Linked DNA regions of Mus musculus: regions 1 and 3 are each linked to region 2. A link is a contact called in public Hi-C data. All regions are on one chromosome and are shown on one strand. The core of a region is the stretch at or near the end of the contact, and the rest is flanking DNA. Distances in the headings are between cores, read along the strand shown.

The links. Hi-C and Micro-C count contacts between places; a contact is called where the count stands out from the background.
Region 1: a Hi-C map of embryonic fibroblasts shows a contact between it and region 2, with 5 times the contacts expected there. The contact joins the promoter of Thada here to the enhancer-like site in region 2. A contact is called at or near these places in 4 of 39 promoter capture datasets (the 3T3-L1 cell line, neural stem cells and second pharyngeal arch cranial neural crest), 1 of 15 datasets of contacts at CTCF or cohesin (the NIH/3T3 cell line), 6 of 484 Hi-C or Micro-C datasets (the 3T3-L1 cell line, the C2C12 cell line, adipose-derived mesenchymal stem cells and 3 more), 4 of 115 datasets of contacts at active chromatin or transcription factors (embryonic stem cells, fibro-adipogenic progenitors, neural progenitor cells and 1 more) and 3 of 9 other capture datasets (adipose tissue, embryonic stem cells and pancreatic islet).
Region 3: a Hi-C map of uterus shows a contact between it and region 2, with 2.7 times the contacts expected there. The contact joins two enhancer-like sites. A contact is called at or near these places in 5 of 39 promoter capture datasets (the 3T3-L1 cell line, the SN4741 cell line, hippocampal neurons and 2 more), 4 of 484 Hi-C or Micro-C datasets (the AML12 cell line, the HL-1 cell line, nephron progenitors and 1 more) and 1 of 115 datasets of contacts at active chromatin or transcription factors (embryonic stem cells).

The regions. Positions count from the first base shown.
Region 1 is chr17:84,464,418-84,469,140 of GRCm38.p6, reverse strand. It overlaps Thada (thyroid adenoma associated), which reads left to right and starts at 2,933. Exons shown (of 38, transcript NM_183021.3): 1 at 2,933-3,047; 2 at 4,640-4,723. The coding sequence starts at 4,709.
Region 2 is chr17:84,582,768-84,587,767 of GRCm38.p6, reverse strand. Plekhh2 (pleckstrin homology domain containing, family H (with MyTH4 domain) member 2) reads right to left here. Exons shown (of 30, transcript NM_177606.4): 16 at 4,223-4,303; 17 at 1,292-1,471. Among named protein-coding and RNA genes, the nearest start is that of 4930500A05Rik, 33 kb to the right of the region's middle. Within about 2 kb of position 2,402, at least 46 of the 459 cell types and tissues checked have an H3K27ac peak or open chromatin away from gene starts, as enhancers often do. A contact at or near this core is called in the C2C12 cell line, adipose tissue, adipose-derived mesenchymal stem cells and 6 more, where this site is marked.
Region 3 is chr17:84,495,772-84,500,351 of GRCm38.p6, reverse strand. It overlaps Gm41642 (a long non-coding RNA gene), which reads left to right. Exons shown (of 3, transcript XR_877064.1): 2 at 758-968. Among named protein-coding and RNA genes, the nearest start is that of Gm41642, 6.6 kb to the left of the region's middle. Within about 2 kb of position 1,486, at least 37 of the 459 cell types and tissues checked have an H3K27ac peak or open chromatin away from gene starts, as enhancers often do. A contact at or near this core is called in uterus, where this site is marked.

The DNA.
Region 1 (4,723 bases), core at 1,684-4,183, 120 kb after region 2:
GTCTTGTGGAACCGAATGCCGGTTTGCCCCAAAGCAGGGCTTGGTATTGGATCATCTGGGAGTTAGACATCCATCTCATGGATGCTCCCCTCAAGAGGGTCTCAACAGAATGTGGGACTGTCAGTTTGTGTGCTAAAGTTAATCCGTCAGCTTTTTTTCTCTTACCAGCAAAGTGGTGGCAGTAATGACTCTCATAACTGCTGACCATCCAGCTGTGAACAGGTCAAGTTTCTTGTACAGATCTGTGAGGAGCGGGTGTGGCAGCAGTCCCAAAGGCGCCAGGGACTGCAGCTAAGTCATATGACTTGCACCTGACTTCCTCATATAAGCCAGAAACATCTTGAGAGCTGCGCAGGTGTACCAGGATACCGGTGAATCCATTTTGATGGAGATATGCCCTTGCTGCCCTGATTAGCTGAAGCTGTGTGCCTAGTGAGGTGGCGTGGCCTGTTGTGCGTGGATGGGAACTGAGAGTATAAAAGAGTGAGAGGCCCAGGGTTCGGGAGAGATATAAACAAGGGAGATATAGAGAAAGAAGAAACAGGACTGAATAAACGTGTGCAGAAGGATCCTGTTGCCGTGTCGTTCTTGCTGGCGAGTTGGGGGCGCGCGCAAGATAGATCTGCCACCAAATCTTTTCCAGGCTGCCCGGGTCTGCATGAAAATCCCCTTGACAGTGCCTCTGGCATCGTTCATGCACAAGGCTTAGTAATGTCTAGGAGGGCCAGGGCTGGGCAGACATCAGGGCCTTTCATGGCTTTGAAGGCCCTCTGTTCGGTCTCAGTCCATTCTAAGGACTGGGCTGTCCGTGAGCTGGCATAGAGGGGCTTGACTGTCTCAGCAAATCTCATTATCCATGGCCAGCAGTATCCAACCACCCTCAGGAATTCCCATACTTATTTTTGACCAGGGAGTAGGGATTTTCTTCAACTGCTGATTCTGTCTGCTGTTTGAGATTTCTTTTCTGCTACTGTTGCATTCCAGATTTTTCCTGCATTTTAATTCTTTAGCTGGCTGAAAAAAATTAACCTAACCCAAACCTCTAGACTGTATCATTTCAGGACCCCCAGACTATCAGTAGTTTGTTACTATTAGGAAAACCCCAGGCAGCCCTAAAAAGCAGGCCCACTGACTTGGTCCAAAATGACAGTCTTGGCTCAGCTCATGCTGCCCTATAGAATTGCTGACATTTTCAGCGTTCCTCAGAAATTTGAGGAATGGTTTCTGTCTGTCAGGAAGAGCCTTTCTCCTATTTTCCCTGCTTCTGGCAAAGAAGACATCTTCCTCCTTGTTGACATGCACCTCTGGTGCACACCAGAGCCAATGCTAGCCTCCAAACTCTTCTGGTCCTTTTCCACAGGTCCTGGTTAGGCATCTCAGAGCACAGATTAGTATCCTGGCCTTTTCCACTTCCTCCTCTAATTTAACAGTAGCCAGGCTTCCCTGATAATAACCTACTAATAACCTACACAATTCTTGCCACATCCGTCCTGCTTCCCTATCCCCGGCTATGTCCAGTCCCCTGCCCTGCTCCCACCCCTCTGCTCTGGACTCCTCCAGAGCAAATGTCCATATATATCAGCACAAATGCAGCACAGTAGAGAACGGCATATTAACAGTGAGTCAAAGAATTGTCACCACTCAGTTTTAGGTGAGTGACCTGAAAGCAATGCCAAAAGATGTGAATCGGTGGATAACAGACACAAAATCAACCAAGCTATTGTTTAGTGATACTGTAAGACCCCTGAAGCTTGGCCTCCGCTCAAGTCCCAGGATAAGTTGGCCAGCACCCCAAAGACGGGAGAGAAAATCACACTGATGCAAACTGCAAGAGGTTTTATTATCAGCTAGCTGAGGACAAACTCCTTCCGCCATGCAGGTCAGGGGAGTTTGACCCGACCCCGATGACCCCAGTGACAGTAGGGGGCTTTTAATAGCTAGCTGAGGAGTTGGGAAGAGTTGGGCGGAGTGTCCTTGGTGAAATTTACAAGGCAGAAGGAGTGGGGAGTGAGTTCTTTCTGAATTTTTATCTTCCCCTAACCCTAACCCTGAGTCCTTGGCACAGGAAGCCAGGCAAGTGCTGGCTGGGTCTTTTACAATTATCGCATCTCTGGTTGTAAAGTATAGAAACAAAAAGGCTTTTTGCTGGCTATAGAGAACAAAGAGCTTCTTTCTAGCTGTATTTTTATAGGTCAGGGAAAACAAGCTTGGGGAAATGTTTTAGGGGCTTTACCTTTCAAGGAGAAACGCTTTAAGTCAGGGTCTCACAATACACGTGGCAAAACCACAAAGAAATACAAAGTTTGATAGAAAAGCCATCCACCTGATGAACCTAATTTTCATTGTTTTTCCCAACTATGTATCTCAGAGCCCAGGCCAGCATCCCGGCCTTTTCAGCATCTTGTCCGTTCTGTGATCTTGTCCCTTGTCCCAGCTCCTTACTAAGGTGATATAGGTCTCTAATTTTTACTCAGTTTTAAAGGACTGGACTGCAAGATAGTCTGTGAGTTGTGTAAAAGATGCAGCCTTTAAGGCAGCGTTTAAGGCTCGGACAGTGGAGTTCAAGTCGTTGCTCTTGGCTTCAGTTCCCGTCCCTGGCACAACCGTCCCCGAGTGTAGATTTTGCCTGTCTCTGCGCTGGGCACAGTGAATGTAGAAAGTCTGGGTTGGAACAGAAATGTCGGCCTGACACCTAGAGGTGTGGAGGCTGCTGCTCTGCCAGCCAGAAGGAGGTGAGGGGCATGCAATTCCCAGCAGTCACCATCATAGGCTCGCTTATCAAGAACTGTTTAGTCGCGGGCTCTCTAAATCCCCTCGCAAACGCCCTCTTTGATGACGTCACAACCCACCCTCACTTCTGATTGGAGGAGCGGCACTCGGCCGCTCTCGCGATATTTCCGTGCCAGCTTCCAGCCCTGCCTCCCTTCGCCGGGGACCGGTTTTTGGATCGCGCACCACGTTACAAGCCGCAGGGACGCGGTAGACTTGACGGGCTTCCGGGTCTCGTCCAGAGGTGGCGACGCTTTGCAGACGTCCTCGGGCACGAGGTTTGGCTCGCGGGCGCGCTGCCTGCCAGGCACGCGGGCGCGGGGGACCGACTTCGCCACAGCGCGGCCGGGGCAGCTTGCAGGCCACCCCGAGGGTGCCAGCCGTGGCTTCCGGGCGCTGAGGTCTCCATGGAGACAGACAGCCCTTGAACCACGTTTTCATCCGTCCTTCTGTCAGTCTTTGGACTCCACGTGGGAGGCGGTCGGGAAGGTGTAGATGTAGATGGGCGGGAAGCAGCAAGTGGCACCTATGGGCAGATGCCCATCAGGCTGAACCGGGATTTTCGGCTCTGGGCCGGCCCAGTTCACCCGGACACACGTTTACCCTTAGAACGCGCAGAATCACCGAGTCTATCTCTGTGTAGTCCCTAGGACTCCGGGATCAAATACTGCTGCAAACTTGCCATTTCAAATCACAAGTGTCCCCTCAGTTTCCTTCCTCAGTACTTTCTCAGTACTTTGCACGCTGGCTGCTCGTTTGGGAAATTATTTCCCTAAACTTAACCCAGAACTTCAAGGCCTTTCCTTGTTGTCTCTCTGTCTGGCTGTGTTCATTAACTTTTTTGCTTGACTGCTCATTTGCCGTTGCTGTAGTGACTTGCCGTCCAAATGGACTATAAATGCTTCAGTTTCTGGAGCGGTATGCCACTTAGCTGTAGCATGTCCTTTTAGGTACCAGGTAGCCCACCTTCCTTCTAAAAGTATATATGTCCCTCCTATAATATCTCTAGCAATTGTTAATTAAGAATTCCTTGATTTAGTTCATGAAATTTTAATAAAGCATTTACTACATGCATGAACGACTAAGGAGTTAAGAACGGGAACACTGAACACAACTATTCAGTTCATTGCAACCTTTATGGAGCTTAGTGCTAGGAAAAACAGGCAATAGACAGGTGTGCCAGTTAGTGTAATCTTAGGTAGTAATACATGCTGTGAAAGAAATCTGAAATGAATGGCAGAGGAAGCTGGGGCCAGATTGTTTTCAGGCCATACACCCAAATTTGGATGTAACTAATGCATTTTATTTAGTGCAAGGGAAAACCTTTGGGAAGTTTATAAGCAAGTGCATGGTTAGATTGCTTTGATTCTTCAGAGACAAGTAGGGACAACAAGGAAGCTATGTCAGGAGTTTAAGTGACGCATGCTGAGTCGTTTTCTGCCTGGGAGGGTCTGCAGGTAGACCATTCCTCAGTGGCCACGGAGGTCTGCCTTTGACTTAAGCTGGAATCTGTATCCTCAAAGCTTTCGTAGAATGTCTAATTATTAAATGGGACAAAAGAAATCTCTCCTTCAAAGCAGCACCTCATTTAAGGACAACATAATGAAACCCCCCATTTTCAAGGTAGTAAAAAAACCTTAAACAAAAAGCCCACAGATTTTGTTTGGCAAACCAGATCTCCTCAGCTCAGAAATTGTCACTCACTAGTGGCTTTGTTGGGAGATATCTATTGGTCATCTTAATTTGTTGGTAGTAAGATAATCCTGGCATCTCATGGGGTGCAGGCTGGGGAGGCTCTAAGCACCCTACGGTGCACAGCCCACCATCCTCAGTAAGAGACACGTGGCCTCAAATGTCACTGTTGTTGCAGGAGAAACTCTCCACTGGACCACTGCCTCAAGTTCTTCCTTCTTGCAGAGCGCTGTTCATCCTGTGTAAGATGGGTGTGAAGAAG
Region 2 (5,000 bases), core at 1,153-3,652:
TAGGAAGTTTTTCAGTGAGCCTTCTCTTATCTTGCTAGTGGAAATGTAATTTGTTTTAACCAAATGGAAAACAGTAAACACAAATGTTTGGCAGCCTGGATTCTGGAGTCAGGAAATGGGTCTAAATCTCCACAGGCAAGTGTTGCTGTTTTTCTCTCTGGGAGTAGAAATAAAGCCATCTCCTGCAAGAGTAACTGCAAACATAACGATGTCTACGGAGGACTTTGCCTGACACGTGTGTTCAAACACAACCACCAACATGAAGACATTATTGTTTGTATATTCAAGACACAGTAGCCACACAGGGACTATTTTGAGTTTTTCTAATATAACCTAATTGTGTTTATAATCTTATTTGATATGAAGGATTTTAGTACATATTTATGCTTATTTTATTATGTGCATGAGCATTTTGCCTGCATGTATATAAGTGCACCCTTGGGTGCCTCATATCCTTGGAGCCCAGAAGAGAGCATTGGCACCCCTGAAACCATAGCTCCAGAGGGCTGTGAGGGCTGTGAGCCTCCGCGTGGGTGCTGAGAACCCAAGCTGGGTCCTGTGAGAGAGTTGCAAGCTCTTACTGCTGAGCCCTGGATTTTAGATTTTTAAAGTGTCTCTACCACTTCCAGCGTATTTTCTCACAGCGTGTCTTTTTCTTAGAAAGCACTTTCGATTCAAAGATAAAAGCTTTTTAAAGAAAAAAAGTTCATTAAATTCTTCTAGCTCTTTCAGTTCATCCGGAAGTTAATTTTTTGACCATTGTGTAAAATGAAAAATTATGTTTTCCTTAATAGCTAATTTCATCAAAACACAACAAACATAATAATACACATAATACATACACAATCCATTTATTTCCTATCAATTTGTGATTCGTTCTTTGTCATACATAGTTATATACATACAGCAAATATAGTTATTCACTTTTGTTGTCTCTAAACCTAAGTTTTTACAGGAAAAAAACAACAAAGAATGAAAGCTGTTAGAGCCTTAGGCTCACTGGGTGTGCCCAGCCCGGGATGCTCACACTTGTACACAGAAGGAGCATCCATCCCCCACGACTGCCACTAATTTTGATCTTGAGACAGTTTTATCAATAGATTGAAGACCAGCATGTTTAGATGAGGATTATTTCCTGATAGGTAAAAAAAAGTCACAGAAAACAGAAATTAAAAGGCTTTTTTTTCCTCCCCCAAATTTGTTCTTAATCCCATTAAAATTGGCCTGAAACCCTCAGTACGTGAAGTATAACGTCTGAGTCACTTTAGAAGAACTGGGAGATGTTAGGTACCTTCTCGTGCTTAGATCCGATGAGCAGGTAAGTAGGGCCCTGGTCTTTGGGGTGGACAATGATGGTGTAGTGAGTGGACAGCAGATAGCACCCCCGGGTCTCATAGTCCTCGTCGGAGTCACAGGACCTGTCCACCTCTTCCACCTTAGCCTCCCAGAGTTTGAGCTGACCTAGAGGGAACTGAAGCGAAGGCCAGTTACTCGAGCGAAGGTGCTGTCTGTCTCTTCCTTTACAAGTTACTGCGGCCCTTTCCTCTTCTCCTTTAAAAGGCATGCTTTGAGAGTCAAATACCTCACTGAAATCTAACATGGCCATGTTGTCACAACATGACAGCAAAAGGCAGAAACCCTAACTGTGATATAAAACCACTGAGTGAATACTGGACATTTAACACTTGAGGCAAAAATAACCAGGATGCACTCTGGTGACGGATTCCTGGCTCAGGATGCAGTTATATTTCAGCCTAAATACTCAGTGGACTGTCTTCCTCACAGATTGGTGAGTGGTTTGGTTTAAGCTAGTCAATCAAGAGGTAAAATGTAGACATAGGCTCCAGATTGTCCACAGAAAGACATAACGAGGCAGTTGGTACAGAGGCTAGCTTAGACCCCCATTGATGACCTGAGTTCTCAGACCATTGATCAAAGTGTGTCACACATCCCTGGGAAAGGCTGTAGCTCTTTCCACTGCAATTTAAGGGTAGGCAAATCTTCCTACAGCTGGTTTTGTTAAAGTTTACTCTTTCTTTTACTAACATAGCATGCCTCCCCTGCTCGCCAGTTAGTAGATCTGTATGTATTTAAACTTCTATGCTAGTTAAGGACATTGCAGGGCATTCTTCAGATTTATAGCTCCTAAAATATTTGGCCAGGTTCAAAAATGTTTGCAGAGATTACTTTTTTTTTTTCTTTTTGGCCGGGAAGGATGCTGAGACAATGCCTTACTATACATGCAGGTACAGCAGTCATCCCCCTGCATCAGCTTTCCAAGTACTGGCTGCAATTCTTTGAAAAAGCCAGTCCTAACCACAAAGACATGTGCGCTCTCTCCTCCGCTTCCGTGGTGCATTCCAAGGCTCTGTGCTTGGCCTCCCTGTCCTGACCACCTACACACGCAGTGGGTGATCTCATCTAAGCTCATGGCTTTAGTCCCAGCCTATGCTAGCTGTTCCCAGATGCCTAACTCCAGTCTGATCTGGACCCGGATGTCTAGCAGCATCTCAAGCTCCCTTCGGCGTCTCCCTCAGCCACCTGCTCCCCCAGCTGTCTCCACTGCCCTCAGTGATGTCATCTTTCCAAAAGTTTAGGCCAAAAACGCTGACAGTACTGCTGACCCTTTTACTTTGCTGACATAAGTTCTCATCTACAAGACCTCCAGAATATATGCTTGTTTCTGATTAGCGCCTCCACCAACCACAGCTGTCTCGGACTGGATTAGTCTACCAGTCTCCTGATTAGAATCTTCCCTGTTCCCTCCAGCCTGTTCCTAAGTTAAAGAGGATGAGACTGTGGCAGCTCTGCTCAAAATCCTCCAGTGTGTCCTGTCTTACTCAGAGTAAAAGTTGGAGGCAGTGGAACATGGCACTCCAGAGACGCCTTAATGAATAAATATTATCTTGTGCTAAATCTACCTGGTGGCTGGTTAATACTAAGGACTACTTAATTAAACATACTGTCTTTCACATGGAATGTATTTGAGTGTTAAAAAATGATTTTTATTTTATACGTATGTGTTTGTCTGTCTATGTTATGTTACATGTCTGTGGTTCCAGCAGAGGCCAGAAGAGATTGGCAGATTCCCTGGAACTGGAGTTACAGGTGACTGCGAGCATCTGTCTCAGTGTGGGTGTTGGGTACCAAACAGGTCCTCTAGAAGAGCATCCAGTCCCTGGCCTCTATCCCCTCAATTTATTCTAAAGATAAATTCACTTACTGAACTGCTCTAAAACTGTGCCCCAATTCCATATCGGAACTTTAATGCCCATTTTTTCTGAACATCAGTCTAGCAGGGAATGCTGAATGTCGCTCTGCACTGGGCCTAACGCTTCAGGCAGCACTGCCATGCAAGCTCTTCCTTGCTCCTCTGGACACATCTTTCTAACAGCTGTGACTGTTAACTCCCACGCCACCGGCAATGAGAGAACAATGGCCTGAATGTTAAATCCAGCTGGTAGACCTGAGAATACAGCCTGAGAAAAGGGACCAGGGAAATAACTGACCCACGTGGTCACTGGACCGAGTCTAGGGTCATTAACTGACCAGCCACAGGCTGCTGACACCGTCATTCTATACGAGCTTGAGGCTCATCGATATTGGCTAAATTCATGTAATTGTGGTAACACCAAGGTGACTGAGTGTCCACAATGACCTGTGACCCTTTTACCTTGGGTAGATGGCCTATCTTTCTACTTTCAGAGTGAGGATTACTCCAGTTCTTGGGTGTGAGGCAGATATTAGTTTAAAAATGAATAGACAGGATATAACACGTAAATGGATGGACTGGTAAGAGGCATCCAGGCATCCAAGACCCTACAGCCGAGCTGCTCAAACCCTGTAGCTTCTTCTAATTGGGCAGAACCCTGGGGAAAGCTGTTAAGGAATGTTAGCAGTAAAACAAGGCTTTGCTCTTCCAGTTCTTAGGAAGTACGTTAGGTACAAGCTACTAAGCCAAAGTTTAAAGCAAAGGCCAAGCAGGTTACTGTGGTAGGGGAGCAGGGTGGAGGGAGGGTATAGGGAACTTTCGGGATAGCATTTGAAATTTGAAATGTATATAAAGAAAATATCTAATAAAAAAAGAAATAAATGTAGATGACACCAAGCTACCAAAAAGTCTACCGTTTCCCCTAGCAACAGAAAAGCCAAAAAGAAAAGCTTTTTAAGCTAGCACATGCAAAATTCCTTCTCTCGTTGGGATATTAGAGTGGGTACATACCTTATCCTCTTGATTGCGGAAATAATACAAGACCTTTCCAACAAGCATGCACCAGACCCTCTTAGAGTAGCCATGCTTCACCTGGAATTACATTGCAATGGATTAAAATGTGGTTCAGAAGTCTGGAAAATTGCAGTATAGTTTACATGTTCTCTGTGAGGCTCCACAAATGCTGGCTCAAGACGGAAGTGGTCATCTGCTTAAACGCTGCCCAAGATTTGCCTGTGACAGTGGCTGATGGCACTGCACAGACTGGAAGCTTTACAGTGTACCATGCAATGATTCCGGAGAGTCTGCTGTGTGTCACATGAAAAGCTGCAGGCTAGAACAGAAGTTCTTAACCTGTGGGATAGAACACCTTATGGGGCGGGGTGTCAAAAGACCCTTCCACAGGGTCTGTATATCAGATATCCTGCATATCAGATATTTATATTCTGATTCATAACAGCAGCAAAGTTACAGTTATGAAGTAGCAATGAAAATAACTTTATGGTTGGGGTCACCCCACCATGAGCAATTATTCTAAAGGGTCGCGTCGTTAGGAAAGTTGGGAACTGCTGGCCTAGGGTCAGGCGCAGATCAGATGAGTACCGTGAGGGTCAGAACCTGGTAGCCTTGACAGCTCTGGACTGTGAGTTCCCATCCGCACTAGTCCTGCTCGGCACAGGTATTCAAGGTCCACCCACACAGACCCCACAACATCCTCCACTCTCCAAGGACATGAAGAGACCCAGTCCTACCAGTGGGCAAGCTTAAGATGAAGCCCCATTATTCCCAC
Region 3 (4,580 bases), core at 237-2,736, 86 kb after region 2:
TCTCCACCCCGGGGCCCCTCTTTTACTTCTCTGATTTCTGTAGTCACTCCAGGTTACATAGTCACATTTGAAGATTTGGAGCTAGCAAGCACACACACACACACACACACACACACACACAGAGAGAGAGAGAGAGAGAGAGAGAGACAGAGAGATAGACAGAAACAGAGATAGAGACAGACAGAGACAGACAGAAAGAGGCAGAGAAACAGAAAGAAAAATGGAGATAGAGATAGAGGAAGGTACAGGGAGAAGGAAAGGGAGAGAGACACAGAGAGAGAATAAATGCAGTTTTAAAAATAAATAGAAGTTTAACAAAGTTCATTTGAGTCTTTATGGATTTGGCTCAGGACCCTCAACCTACTAACGTGATGCACATCTGAGACCTTTTGTGTCTCCATGTGCAGATGCTGAATTGAACTCAGGTCAATTTCACTGAAATCCTTCAGGGTTAGGTTGATTTTGCTTTCACAGGAATGTGGATCCTTAGGATTCCTCCTCCTTCTCCCCCCTCCTCCCCCCCCTCCTCCTCCCTCCTCCCCCCCCTCCTCCTCCCTCCTCCTCCCTCCTCCCCCCTCCTCCCCCCTCCTCCCCCTCCCCCCTCCTCCCCCTCCTCCTCCTTCTCCCCCCTCCTCCCCCTCTCCCCTCCTCCCCCTCCCCTTCCTCCTCCTCTTCCTCCTCTTCCTCTTCTTTGAGACAGCATGCCATTTCATAGCCTAGGCTGTTTTCAAACCCCTGTGCTTCACCCTGTTTTCAGCCTCCCAAGGAGCCTCCTGAGAGCAGATGTATGCCACCCGTGTTGGAGGAAAACTTACTTCCTTTATGGAACCAGACTTGTGTTCCTCATAGTTTGGATGTGAAGCCTGCCACCCTCAGCCCATGCTTGTATGCGGATGCCTTGGTTCCAGCCAGTAGTGCTTTTGAGAGATGCTTTTGAGAGGTGTTAACCTCAATGGATCAGTTCATTGGTGAGTTTATATCTGAATGGGCTAGTGGGGCCTGGTTTGGGAAGAGTGGGTTATGGGGATACACCTTCAAGGGTCTGTATTGTCCTTAGAGTCTCATTTTCTCTCTGTCTCCTTCCCACTCCACCACCATGAGGTGAGGGGCTTTCTTCTACTATTCTTTTCCAGCGTGATAGTTGGCTTCCCCCTCAGGACCACAGAGATGAAACCATGAGTCAAAATAAATCGGCTTGCTTCTAAAGCATTTCTCTTGGGCATCCTGCTGTAGCGACATAAAGCTAACAAATGATTTTATTATTTGGTAAACTTGTTTTCTAGTTCTTTCGTACTATACCTGACCAACCAGCATTTTAAGTATTTATTTATGAGAGCAGTATTTGGTAGGGAGAGAATCTGTGTTTGGAGTGTGAATGAATGTCTCCATGGGTTACTTTAAAAGCCCGTATAAGGCTCATCCTCAGCCTTTGTCTTTGTTTGCCTGAGAAACGCTCTGTTGCATTCCAGCTGCACTGAACTGGAAGATTTTATCCATCTTTGGATCAGCAACAGCTGGTCTTGCGCCAGACTCCCAGGACATCAAGCCAAGTACCTCGTAGGCCATTTGGGTCTCTTATGTCTCATACAGCCCAGCCCACTCTAGGCTAACACCTGTCTCCTTCATTGTTAGAGTTTCCATGTATAATAACATACCCTTAGTTTTTCAGATGGCACGATTTTTTTTTTCAGGGAGAATTTGAAATGCTATTGCCATTTGGGGGAAATTCTGACATGAACAAGATTGTTCATTCAGGAAGTGGATCAGAACAAAAGAACGAAGAAACTCTCATGAGAACATTGTTGTCTTGCTTGTCTTAAAGAGTGAAAACTTTTGTTTAACCTCAGAAGTCAGGCCTGCTCTGTTTTTTTGTACTTGGAGATTAATAAGAGCTGACATTGTAATTGTATGGCTTGATAAAATTGTCAAGGACTCAAATGATGTCGAAACCAACCACATGTCGTGTTCTTTTGTGTGTATATGTGGAGTATTTATTTTCCTATTTCTAAAACTCTTTCCTCTCTTGCAAAGGGAACATAATTAGCCTTTTTCAAAAATGATTTTGTATTTTTTGAGCCTGAATACCTCACATTTTTTTCTTTTCTTTTGCTTCTTGTTTTCCTTCTCTCATGAAACTTTAAAGATTAATTGCTTTTTATGAAGTATTTAGTTGCAGGCTCCCTCTAGGGATGCAGGCCAGATAAGCAGTCAAAGTATCTAAAAGAAAGAAAATAGTTATTAAGCTGTGCTTCTTCTTGTTGACACTAAAAAGTATATTTGCATAATAGCCCATCTAACAGATAAAGATAAGAGGGAAGAGGGGCTTTCATTCTAAGATAAAAGAAGATTTTTTTTTTGTCTTGGTTGAGTGTCTTTAAAATTACTTTGTTACATAAAAGTAAAGTGAGCATGGTTCTTCAGTTTGTTTAAGGCAGGGCCACATGCCTTATGATTTAGAATTTTTACATTGATTTTATGAGTTCAATAACTCCCCAGTTTTTCTAAAGCTTGCTTTAAGTCCACAGTGATGGGTCTAAAACTGTCTTCAGCTAAACAAGATGATAAGGGACATCTGCTTAAAACGGTTCAACCTCACGAACTCTGTACCATGTTACAAGTCACAAGGATTTATGTCTTTCTCAAGTAGACTATTCAGACCAATGATTGAGCAATTAGATAATGCTTGGATGCACAGACAGTGTGCAAAAGTGAAATAGAGAGCACTGATGCTAAGCTTACAATTAAGTTACTTCTGTTGCTTAAATCAACAAGACTCATTAAGTATGCAAATACATTTAGAATATTTGCCTGGTTATTCATAGGTGTAATATTAGGATATTTCTGCCTCCTCAAATTTGTTAGAATTATTTGTAATAAGCAGCTGTTGATCTTCAATTCCCTAATTTGTGTGTGTGTGTCTGGGGCAAAATTGATTTCCTTTGGGTTTTTTTGTTTTTGGGGGTTTTTTTTGGTTTTTTGTTTTGTTTTGTTTTTTTGAGACAGGGTTTCTCTGTACAGCCCTGGCTGTCCTGGAACTCACTTTGTAGACCAGGCTGGCCTTGAACTGAACTCAGAAATCTTCCTGCCACTGCTGGGATTAAAGGCGTGTGCCACCACTCCCAGCCTGATTTCCTTTGTTAAATATGACAATTAAAGGTGGGTGTAGCTCAGAGGTGGAGTGTCCGCTCAGCATGCACAGGCTCCCGGGTCACGCAATAGCCCACATAACCAAAAGAAAAGGAAAACAGCAAAAGGAATATAATAAAGGAAAGGGGGTAGTAATTAGATTTGTCTGAAACTCTCTGGAGATTAACAGAATCAAAACGCATTAAGAGGGGTTTTGTTTGTTTGTTTGTTTGTTTCCTATGTTACAGTGGGTTTAGCTTCATGACTTTGTGCTCGCAGAGGGTCGGGGTGCTTCCAGCCATCTGCCCAAGAACTCTTTGGATCCTCAAATGAAAGACACACACACATTAGCTTACTTTTGAAATGCCTTGGCTAGCTCAAATACTGGGCAGTTCGAATCCTCCAACCAGCTAACATTTCCCTCCAGTGCTCCTGACTCAACACCCTCTAAATCTATGATCTATCTATCTTTGCTGCCCTGTTCCTTCTGGGCGGTCCATAGTCTTTGCTGCCCAAGACGCTTCTGGGCAGCCCTTTTGAGGCCGCATTCCTTCTCACCTACATTTCAGATAATTTTCCTTCTGCAGCTCTAAATCCAAGCCATCTCCCTCTGAAACCTGGCGATTCTTCTCTTCTCTCTCTCTCTCCATCCCTAGCCCACACAAATCTCTATCTCTGCCCATTCCTAGCCCACACAAATCTCAAGGTCCTGCCCCGTCTACCTCTGCCCAGCCATTGGCCGATGGTATCTTTCTTTATTGATCAAAAGCCAATTGGGGACAAAGACCTTCAGTGTTTGGACACACAGATTCCCGATTAACTCAAAGCATTAGAACCAATGCCCAACATCTCACCTTTTCTGTCCAAATATTTTTTAAAAAGCTCTTCTCTCAGGCATAACCATAAATTGCAGAGTGTGATATGCAATTAACATCCAGTCTAGCATATTTGTCAGTTAGATAAAGTACTCTACCATCTGTCCTAACTGAAGAGCTCATAATTCCCTACTTGAGCTGAGTTCTGATTCTAGCCTGTATCCTCATCTGAAAACCATCCTTTTAACTCTGTCTCGGCTCTCTCAATGCTAAACAACTTAAGTTTGCCTTTGAGACTATAACTAGTCCTCAACCCCAACTGAAATCTGAGAACGAATTAAATATTACCTGAACATTTAGGGAGCACAAAAACATAGCTTCCAAAACTTGAACAAATTGTAGAGACGAATGACTACCTGGACAGTCGCCTACTCCTCAAAACATCAGAGCACCTGTCTTTAGCCTTTTGGCTTAGAGCCATCTGACAGACCCTGTTTAGCAGTTGACTATACCACATACATTTCTCCTTTTTGTGCAGTATTTGGTCTGCAGATGATATAGGCAATTTCTGCCCAGTGGCTGCCTTGCCACAGTAAGCAACCTTGCCTGGAGGTAAAGATGCTCAATTTCTTCTTTGAA